Linked DNA regions of Sus scrofa: all the other regions are linked to region 1. The links are chromatin contacts, called in public promoter capture Hi-C maps. All regions are on one chromosome and are shown on one strand. The core of a region is the stretch at or near the end of the contact, and the rest is flanking DNA. Distances in the headings are between cores, read along the strand shown.

Region 1 (2,895 bases), core at 208-2,707:
AGAACTAAGTCATTTAAGTCTCTGAACATTTTGAGAAAGCAGCAGATAAAATATGGGCGGAATTTTGGTGACATCAAAACAACATGTGTTCTCTACGTTAGGCAGTGCATGAGAACTTTATGAATAACTTTTACTGAACTTTTATTATTGATCATTTCAGAACACAATTCACAGAGAACTGTAAAGGTGGCCATTTCTGGCTACACTTACGCTGTGAAATCTGCAGCTGCTGTAGCTGCTTTGGTGGCATCCTTATTCAATGTTGCACCCCAAACAGCACCCTTATGACCCAAAAACGTTCCAATCCAGTCTCCTGTATCTCCCTGGCGTAGCATAGGTTTGCCATCTAAAAAATATGTAAGAAAACATGTGATGTAGAAGCTCAAATTACTTAAAATCTAGGATCCGAACTTAAAACAAACAGTGATGAATAACAAACTTGAAAACTGCTTTTGTTGTCTAACTGTTCACTCACTGGGGTCACTAAGGCACATCCAGAAATAAATTAACTGAAGAACTGGGCCATTCTCTCTGGGAAGGACTTGAAATGCGGCAGAAAGACTATTCATCTGCAACAAAACAATCTAGACGTGAACCTTATTTTGGACAAACTTAATAGTCTCAGCTTCCACTTGAAAATTGGAAATGAAAAATTCCATACCACAGAAGAATATCCAATGAAATAGTAGAAGTGGAAAGTCTTTGTAAAATAAAGTGTTACTTAGCCTGGCCTAGTTTCTGCATTCCCCAAATCCTTTAAAGATATTTACGGTGTTGGCCGGGGCGTCTGGGCAAGTGCACAGTAAAGCTTATCCAGAAATAGCAAAAAAGGTAAAATGAGAAGCCTTGGTTGGGGGCATAACTTACCAAAGCTTCTCCTGGCATCAGCTGCGCAATCCTTAACACTACTCGCCCTACCAGCCCACTAATCTCAAAAGCCGCAATCCATTCGGCAATGGGAAGTGCCGGCCCCACTCCCTTTCCGCCCAGTCCCAACCATCTGAGCCCAGCGGCCCTGCTCACCTTTGCAAGCACTGATTAAGAAATAGCCATAAGGCGTGATGCCACTGAAGGCCAAATCCACCACAGGCCGCGTGTGGCCGGAGCAAGTGAGAGGCGTTTGCCTCATTGCCATGGCGGCGGCGAGCCGAGCGATCCCGCAGGAGAGCTGAGGGTCGTCTCGTCTTTTCTCTTCTCCGCGGCAGCGCCTCTCACTCAAGGCCTACGCCCTGACGCTGGGCCGGGAAACAGAAAAAGGCCAATCTGGTGGCCCCGAAACCAGGAAAGGGTTAGGGGTGGGTCAGGGAGTGTGCGACTGGCGGTCGACCGCCGCCGAGGGAGGGAAAGGGAGGGAGGGAGGAGAGTAGGGGAGGGGGAGAACAGGAAAACCGGCAGCCACGATCCCCACCGTCCACACCGGTACTCGCAGGAAGTGACGACACTAACCCTCCGCCGGAAGTGACGAACAGGAGGGAAGGCGGGTTCGCTGGGTAGAAGAGGCGTACTGGAGCGAGAGCGACCGCAATGCGCAGGCGCGAGATCAGCTCAGGTTGAGCACGTGATGCTGGCTCCACGCTGGCTACGCAGGGCTCTTGGCCGCGTTCCAGGCACTGGGTGAAAATCCTAGCGCTGAGCTCTAAGCAGCTTGGGGTGCTTTTCTGTTTTTGAGCCGTTTGGAGTCGAGTTGGGGGCGTGCGGAAGCGGGTCCTGCTTCAGTCATACCCCGAATCTGACCGCATCTGTGGTTTACGCACTGAGCCGTCCAGTGGTTTGGACTGTGCTATCTAGACGTCTACACTGAACAACCAGAATTGTTTCCAGCGGTGGCCCAAACCAGCAAACACCGTCTAAGAATTTTTTTTCCAATCTTTGTTAGCAGTTGTATAGTCAGCTCCTCTGGGATTGTCTACAAGTAAGGCCCTTAAGAAAAGTCTTTCTCCCAGTCACCCCTTGTGCTGTGTAACCTTGCATTGTTAGTGTTTCAGACGTGAGGGTTATGCGACTCTAAAAACAGTTAAATTAGTTTATCTTTTGAGGACGTTGGGAGACCCATGAGCAATGGTCCTCAAATTTTTTGATGAATACCCACATCAATAAAACTTGCGTCCGTCCCCCAAATATGCGATAGTGAATAATTTGTGAGTTATTTGCATATTAGTGCATAGAGAAGAATAGAAATATTAGAAGAACCTTAAACTTCAGTGTAAATAGAAATACTGGTGTTGTCTTCCTGCAGGCTCTCCTCTTTGGATATCACTCCGTGGTGTAGCAGAACTGTTGATGGATTGATTGCTCATGCAAAAACTGACCTGAGCAAGAAGGGTCCTTTTTCTGGGCAAGTTATTTCTTTCCTTTAATGCTTGTTAGGATGTCAACAGAAAATACCAGAGATTTTTTTTGTGGTCTCTTTCACTACTTTATCCCAGGCCATAATGTCTTGGCACATACCAATACATATCTAATCAGCACAAATGTCTGCAAATGTTTCCCTCTCCCTCATCTTTTTGTAGTAAACATGTATCTTCGTTCAAGTCTAATTACTTGAATGGAGACTTGAAGTGCTTCCCCATTCTATTTCATTAGCATTTTGTTCATTAATTTATAGTACAGCACTTACTATATATGTTTTCCACTATCTTTTTTGTTTTCTCTGTGCCAACCTCACCCCAAGTTCCTACACACATGCACACACACACTCTGTTGACATTTAAATTGTGAGCTCCTTAGTGGCAATTGTGTGGCACTGTTGTCTTTCTACTCTGGTATCAGAAGAGTGAATGGCATTTAGTGAATGCTGGACAAGTGATTATTAAGTAAAGTAAAGCGTTAATGATGGAGGCATCTAAATAAAAGATAAAACTCGTTAGAACAACTAGTCAGTAAGATGTTAATACA
Region 2 (2,938 bases), core at 77-2,576, 560 kb after region 1:
AAGAGGCGGTGGGCTGGATTTGGCCTGCTAATCCTGGTCTCCAGTTTAAGACCCACCCCAGGCTAACTGAATCAGACTGTGCATTTTACCCTGTATGTAGAGGAGAGTCCAGGAAACACTGCTTTAGGAGGCAGCATGGTAGGGAAAGGACAGAGCATATTTGCAACACCCTGGGCCGCATCCATGCCAGACGCTCTAGTATAAATCATGGCACCTTCTCCAGTAAGGTCTCCAGAGGACTTCAGAATCATCCTGAGAAGCATTTTTTTTGTTTGTTTTCATTTTTGTTTTTTTGTTTTTGTTTGGTCTTTTTAAGGCTGCACCTGTGGCATATGGAAGTTCCCAGACTAGAGGTGGACTTGGAGCTGTAGCAGGTGGCCTATGCCACAGCCACAACAACACCAGAGCCAAGCCACGTCTGAGACTTACACCACAGCTCACGGCAACGCCAATCCTTAACCCACTGGGTGAAGCCAGGGATCGAACCAGCATTCTCATGGATACTAGTCAGATTTGATTCTGCTGAGCCATGATGGAAACTCCCAGAATCATTCTCAGCACAGTACTCCAGGTAATACCGCTTATTAGCTGGGTAAATATGGGACATAGCAGCCGACTCTCCTATTTCCTCATCCATTAAACGAGATAGTTTAGAAAACTTCCAAGCTCCTTTTTCCCCCTAATGTTCTATTCATCCTGACCAAATGTGGCCTAAATAATTGACATAAATTAGTAAAAAAAAAAAAATAAATACTAATTGAAATAGAAAGCAGAAAATATATTTCATACTTTAGAAACAGAAAAATATCCTGGCACCCATTGGATAAAGGAAGTTAGACAGAAATCTTGGAAGAGAGGATGCAAAATTTCTCTGAAGAAATATGACCCCTATCTCCCAGAAAACATCACAGAACTGTCAAGAGGGGAGTAAAAGAGGGTATTGGAGAGTCACATTAAAAAAAAAAAAAAAAAGTCAAAAAAGAACTGTTCCAATGGATCAAAAAGAAAAGGAAAACGGACTGACAGGGGAGAGAACCCATTCCCCAGAAATGAGGATGGAATCTGAATACATTAATTTCACTTTAAAAAGACTCTTTCTCCACAAACATGAAAGAAAGTTTCTGCTTCCCCATTTAAGGGAAACTGTTATGAAGTTTATTGATTTATGGTTCAGTAAGCAAGCACATGCCCCGCTCTTGGCTGTTTGGAGTAGAAACCAGACTGCACGCACACGCCTTTCCGTCCCAGTCACTTTGACCTGGGTCAAGGCTGTGTGTTGATTCCAGGGGGACCAAGGTCTGAAGCGCCAGGACGCATGCGTCACCACGAGTGCTGATGTCGGTGACGCAGACAGGGGCTGGTCTTACCAACTGCTGTTACTTTCACAGGATAGAGTATCAGAACGCAAAGGACCTTTCAGTCAAAAATGTAGTTCCGTCAGAACTAAATTTGAGTGCTCACTCCATCATTTATGATTGCTTTGACTTGTGCCAAATCACACAGCATCTTGGACCTTCAAATTCCTCAACTGTAAAACAATTACATGCCTTAGGAGTGCTGTGAGCTTTAAAGGGGATAAAGAGGATTTCGCCCAATCCAGAGTATGCATCCTTAATTATTAGCTTCATTCCTGGGCCTCTTTTTCTAGTTTTTCAGAGAAATAAAACTCCCCTCTCCCCCCATCCCCTGGGAGTGCCTAGTGATTAATATATTATTTATACAAGTTTGTAAATCTAGCAATGGGGAAAAGAGGCCATAAATGCCTACAAGTAAACAGTTTAATGAATGAGCTGAACTTTAAAGGCACAACTTGGACATAGTTTTATATTTTTATACCAACAACTACCTTCCTGTTTTCTCTGTTTTCATCTCTCTTTCCCTGCTAATTCTATCTTGGGTGATTCCAGTCACTTTTAGGTATTATAAGGACATGATTTTTTTTCAGGTATGAAAACATCCAGTCAAATCTAAATAAAAACTTTAATTTCAGAGTTCCCATTGCGGTTCAGCGGTAACAAACCAGACTAATATCCCTGAAGGTATCCATCCTTGGCCTCGCTCAGTGGGTTTAAGGATCTGGTGTTGCTGTGGCTGTGGTATAGGCTGGCAGCTGCAGCTCTGATTCAACCCCTAACCTGGGAACCTCCATATGCTGTGGGTGCAGCTCTAAAAAAAAAAAAAGAAAACAAAACACAAAAACAAAAACACTTTACTCTCACCTTCAGTTCAAAACTCATCTCCTCCACGAAATTGAGCCCTAAATCATGGCTTGGGAACCCACAGTAGGGAAAGGGGTGTGACTAAGGGCACACTTAGCACAAAAGGAACCTCAGCATATTTTTTTTTTTTTTTTTTGTCTTTTTTGCCATTTACTTGGGCCGCTGCCGCGGCATATGAAGGTTCCCAGGCTAGGGGTCTAATAGGAGCTGTAGCCACCAGCCTACGCCAGAGCCACAACAACGCGGGATCCGAGCCACGTCTGCAACCTACACCACAGCTCACAGCAACGCCGGATCGTTAACCCACTGAGCAAGGGCAGGGACCGAACCCGCAACCTCATGGTTTCTAGTCGAATTCGTTAACCACTGCTCCACAACGGGAACTCCAGTCAGCATAAATTTTTAAAGTGACCCTTTGAGTAGCCCCCAAAATGGGTTACAGGTAGGTTGGCAGGATTCTAGCTGTTGTTGGGATGCCTGACCAGGCACCTCTGTGATAATCCAGGCTGCTGATTGGGATGATGTGGAGTGCATTTTTTCTCACGTTTGTCCTGACTCTTTCATTCCCCCTTCTCCATTTTTTCTTTTGCTTCTAGTTCCTGGGGGTAGAAGGGGAAGTGGATGGTGTGCCTCCAGAAAAATGCAACTAGTGTAATTCAGCGGATGGTCGTCCCTGTGTCTCACGTTTGAAGGCTGACATTGGGTGTGGTGCTTTGATG
Region 3 (2,700 bases), core at 12-2,511, 610 kb after region 1:
TGTAATAAGTAATTTTAACATATCTAATTATTATGCGACTAATAATTTTAACCTTTAAGGTAAAATATCTCATGAGGTGAGTAAATATATTAAGATCCTGTTCAGGGAGCTAATTCCTAGCTTTGTGCAGACACAGCTCCTCCATTCAGCATGGCTCACAACTGGTGGCTTTCCAGGTCAGCTGGTCCTGGAAACTGCCTGCCCTGTTACACCGCTTCCATCAGGGACACAGACTGTTCACCTACCACTGTTCACTTAGTCTATTCGACATGGCAGTGGTTTTCTGGAGGCCATCGGGTGTCTTGTTAAGAACACCAGGCTTCACAGGAAAACAAATAATATGGGTGTTTCGTGCTTCTCATCAAAAGTTTCATAGTTTTGGGAAATCTTTTAATCTCCCTGAAACTCACCTCCTTGGCTCTGAAATGCAATTTTTTTTTTTTTTTTAAATGGCTGCACCTGCTGCATATGGACTTCTGGGCTAGGAGTTGAATCCAAGCTGCAGCTGGGGCCTACCACAACCATGGCAACATCAGATCCTTAAACCCACTGAGCAAGGCCCAGGATGGAACCTGCAACCTCAGAGAGACAATGTGGGCTCTCTGCTGAGCCACAATAGGAAATCACGGAAGGCTAATAATTTTAATGAGTGCCTACCTCAATGAAGGGAGTAAATATCAGATGAGATGAGAGATGTGAAAGGGAGTCTAGCGCAGCACAAATATTAATCATTTTCGTTAGGTTTGAGGATGATTGAGTGTGATTTCAATTCGAACGTTATAAATGCTGATCTTGTAAGGGGAAATGTGAATCTTTTGGAACTTTCTCCAGTATAGAGATATGAAGTTCAATTTAATGCAGTACATATGTCTCTCCTAGCATCTCAGCTTCCAATCGGCCTGGATTTTTATTCCAACCATTTACTAGCCTTGGACAAGTGATTTATCCTCTGTTTCCTCGTGGGAATCATGGGGAAAGTTAAACGTACCTCTAAGGGATGTTGTGAGGACCTTCTGAAGTAAGGAATCGAAAAGGTCACATACTGATCCTTTTACAGGCAAATGTTTTAACCCAAGGAGTGAGATCCTTCAACGAGAACCTAGAGGCCGGGAATCTAGCAGGAGAAAAGGGAAGCCTGTCCGAGTGCAGCTCGAAAACTGATTTTTGAATGATCCAGCCTGGAGGCGGCTTCGCTGGAGGAGCCGAGCGCTAGCCCCAGTAGGGGGCGCGCGAGCGCCACACTGCAGCATCCCGGCGGCCTCGTCCGCCGGAGCCCGCGTCCTGCCGCAGTCCATCCGCCGCTAGTCGGAGAGAGTGGTTGCGGGGAGACCCGGGCCACTCCGCCAGCTATTACTGCTACTGCCGCTGCCCCCCGCAGTCGCAGCCCAGCAGCCGGGAAACGCCACCCACAGATTGGGCCGCGCAGCGTGGGAGGGGTAGCGGTCCCGGGGGACTGATTCTGAACTTGCAGGGGGACCGCGGCTCTCTGGGCCTGGAGAGTGTGAACAGGTGAGTGTCACGCACGTGCCCAGGTGGCTTTTTCGGGATGACTTCCTGAAGACCCTTCCGAGCCCCTGAACGCTCGGCCTCCGGGGCGGCCCTCCTGGCCACGGGGTCCTCTCAGCCAGGGCTTTGGGGGTCGCCGAGAGGGAGATGTAAGCGCTGGTGCCCCGAGCTTGACAGCGCCCTCGGTCAGAGCTGAGACCTAGAATGCCCTTTTGACTTAGGCAGCGTTTGCTCCCCAGGTTGAAAGCAAGTGACCCGCAGTCCATGATGGGTTTGTTTATCGTTCCAGGATACCTGTTGCTTTCAGAATAACGCCATAGCCAGGAGTCTCTTACAACGGTACTCATCCCTGTGCGTGCTGCGTTGTGATAAAATGCGGGAGAATTCCTCATATTGAGACCAGGAAAACTTGATTTCAGAGCTAGGGAAGTAGCAGCCGGAAGACCAGACTAGATTCCCACGACCAGACTAGATTCTTTGCTTCCCTAAACACCTGCACTTTATTTTGATGAGACCATAAATACAGCAGTTAGAAACACTATTATCTTATAAATCGTATATACCTTATCAAGATGCTTGTTTTTTTGTTTTGTTTTTTTTGCCAAGAGGAAGTAGAAAGCATGGACCTTGATAAGTATAATAGTCTGAAAAATGGTTTATGATGCATAAATTATTTTTTAAATAAGTTTAAAAATCAGCTTATTAGTGAACCAAATGTCATACATCTATGGGATTGTAAGCTCCTTGAAGGTGGCCGCTTTTATGATTAGCATAAAAGTGGCATGAATCAATGCATGCATTAATAGTAACACAGAATTTCGAGTCTGGCTTTTTTTTTTTTTTTTTTTTTCTTATTCTAAGCGTTATTTTGGTATCTTTATGTTTAGGGGAAAAAAATCAATACACCTTTAATCTCTGAAATATCTAAGTGTGATTTTAGCTCTAGGAGTGATAGGAACTAAGAAGTTTTTGTCCTAATAAAGCACTATCCATATAAAAGGTGAATGGCAGCTTCAAGACCCAGCCAGAATATTTCTGCACAACAACATGAAAACGAATGTCTTTTTAGATCCATGTTATGGAAGGTCTTGGATCATGAATTATTTAGAACATCAGAGACTTGGCAACAGGTCACTTATTAAAATAATGTACACATTTATCTTTGTTTTATACATTTATCAAATGTAACTTTGC

The links. Promoter capture Hi-C pulls out the DNA fragments that hold promoters and counts their contacts.
Region 2: a contact with region 1 is called in a promoter capture Hi-C map of liver, with 14 times the contacts expected there. The contact joins the enhancer-like site here to the promoter of STRAP in region 1. A contact is called at or near these places in 2 of 5 promoter capture datasets (fetal liver and liver), 18 of 47 Hi-C or Micro-C datasets (brain, embryonic fibroblasts, fetal heart ventricle and 11 more) and 1 of 2 datasets of contacts at active chromatin or transcription factors (alveolar macrophages).
Region 3: a contact with region 1 is called in a promoter capture Hi-C map of liver, with 7 times the contacts expected there. The contact joins the promoter of RERG here to the promoter of STRAP in region 1. A contact is called at or near these places in 1 of 5 promoter capture datasets (liver) and 1 of 47 Hi-C or Micro-C datasets (embryonic fibroblasts).

What each region holds. Positions count from the first base shown.
Region 1 is chr5:56,735,432-56,738,326 of Sscrofa11.1, forward strand. STRAP (serine-threonine kinase receptor-associated protein) reads right to left here and starts at 1,458. Exons shown (of 10, transcript XM_003355564.4): 1 at 1,024-1,458; 2 at 211-346. The coding sequence starts at 1,135.
Region 2 is chr5:57,297,630-57,300,567 of Sscrofa11.1, forward strand. No RefSeq gene overlaps it. Among named protein-coding and RNA genes, the nearest start is that of PTPRO, 36 kb to the left of the region's middle. Within about 2 kb of position 1,327, at least 33 of the 83 cell types and tissues checked have an H3K27ac peak or open chromatin away from gene starts, as enhancers often do. A contact at or near this core is called in fetal liver, liver and mesenteric adipose tissue, where this site is marked.
Region 3 is chr5:57,348,125-57,350,824 of Sscrofa11.1, forward strand. RERG (ras-related and estrogen-regulated growth inhibitor) reads left to right here and starts at 1,262. Exons shown (of 5, transcript XM_003481681.4): 1 at 1,262-1,509.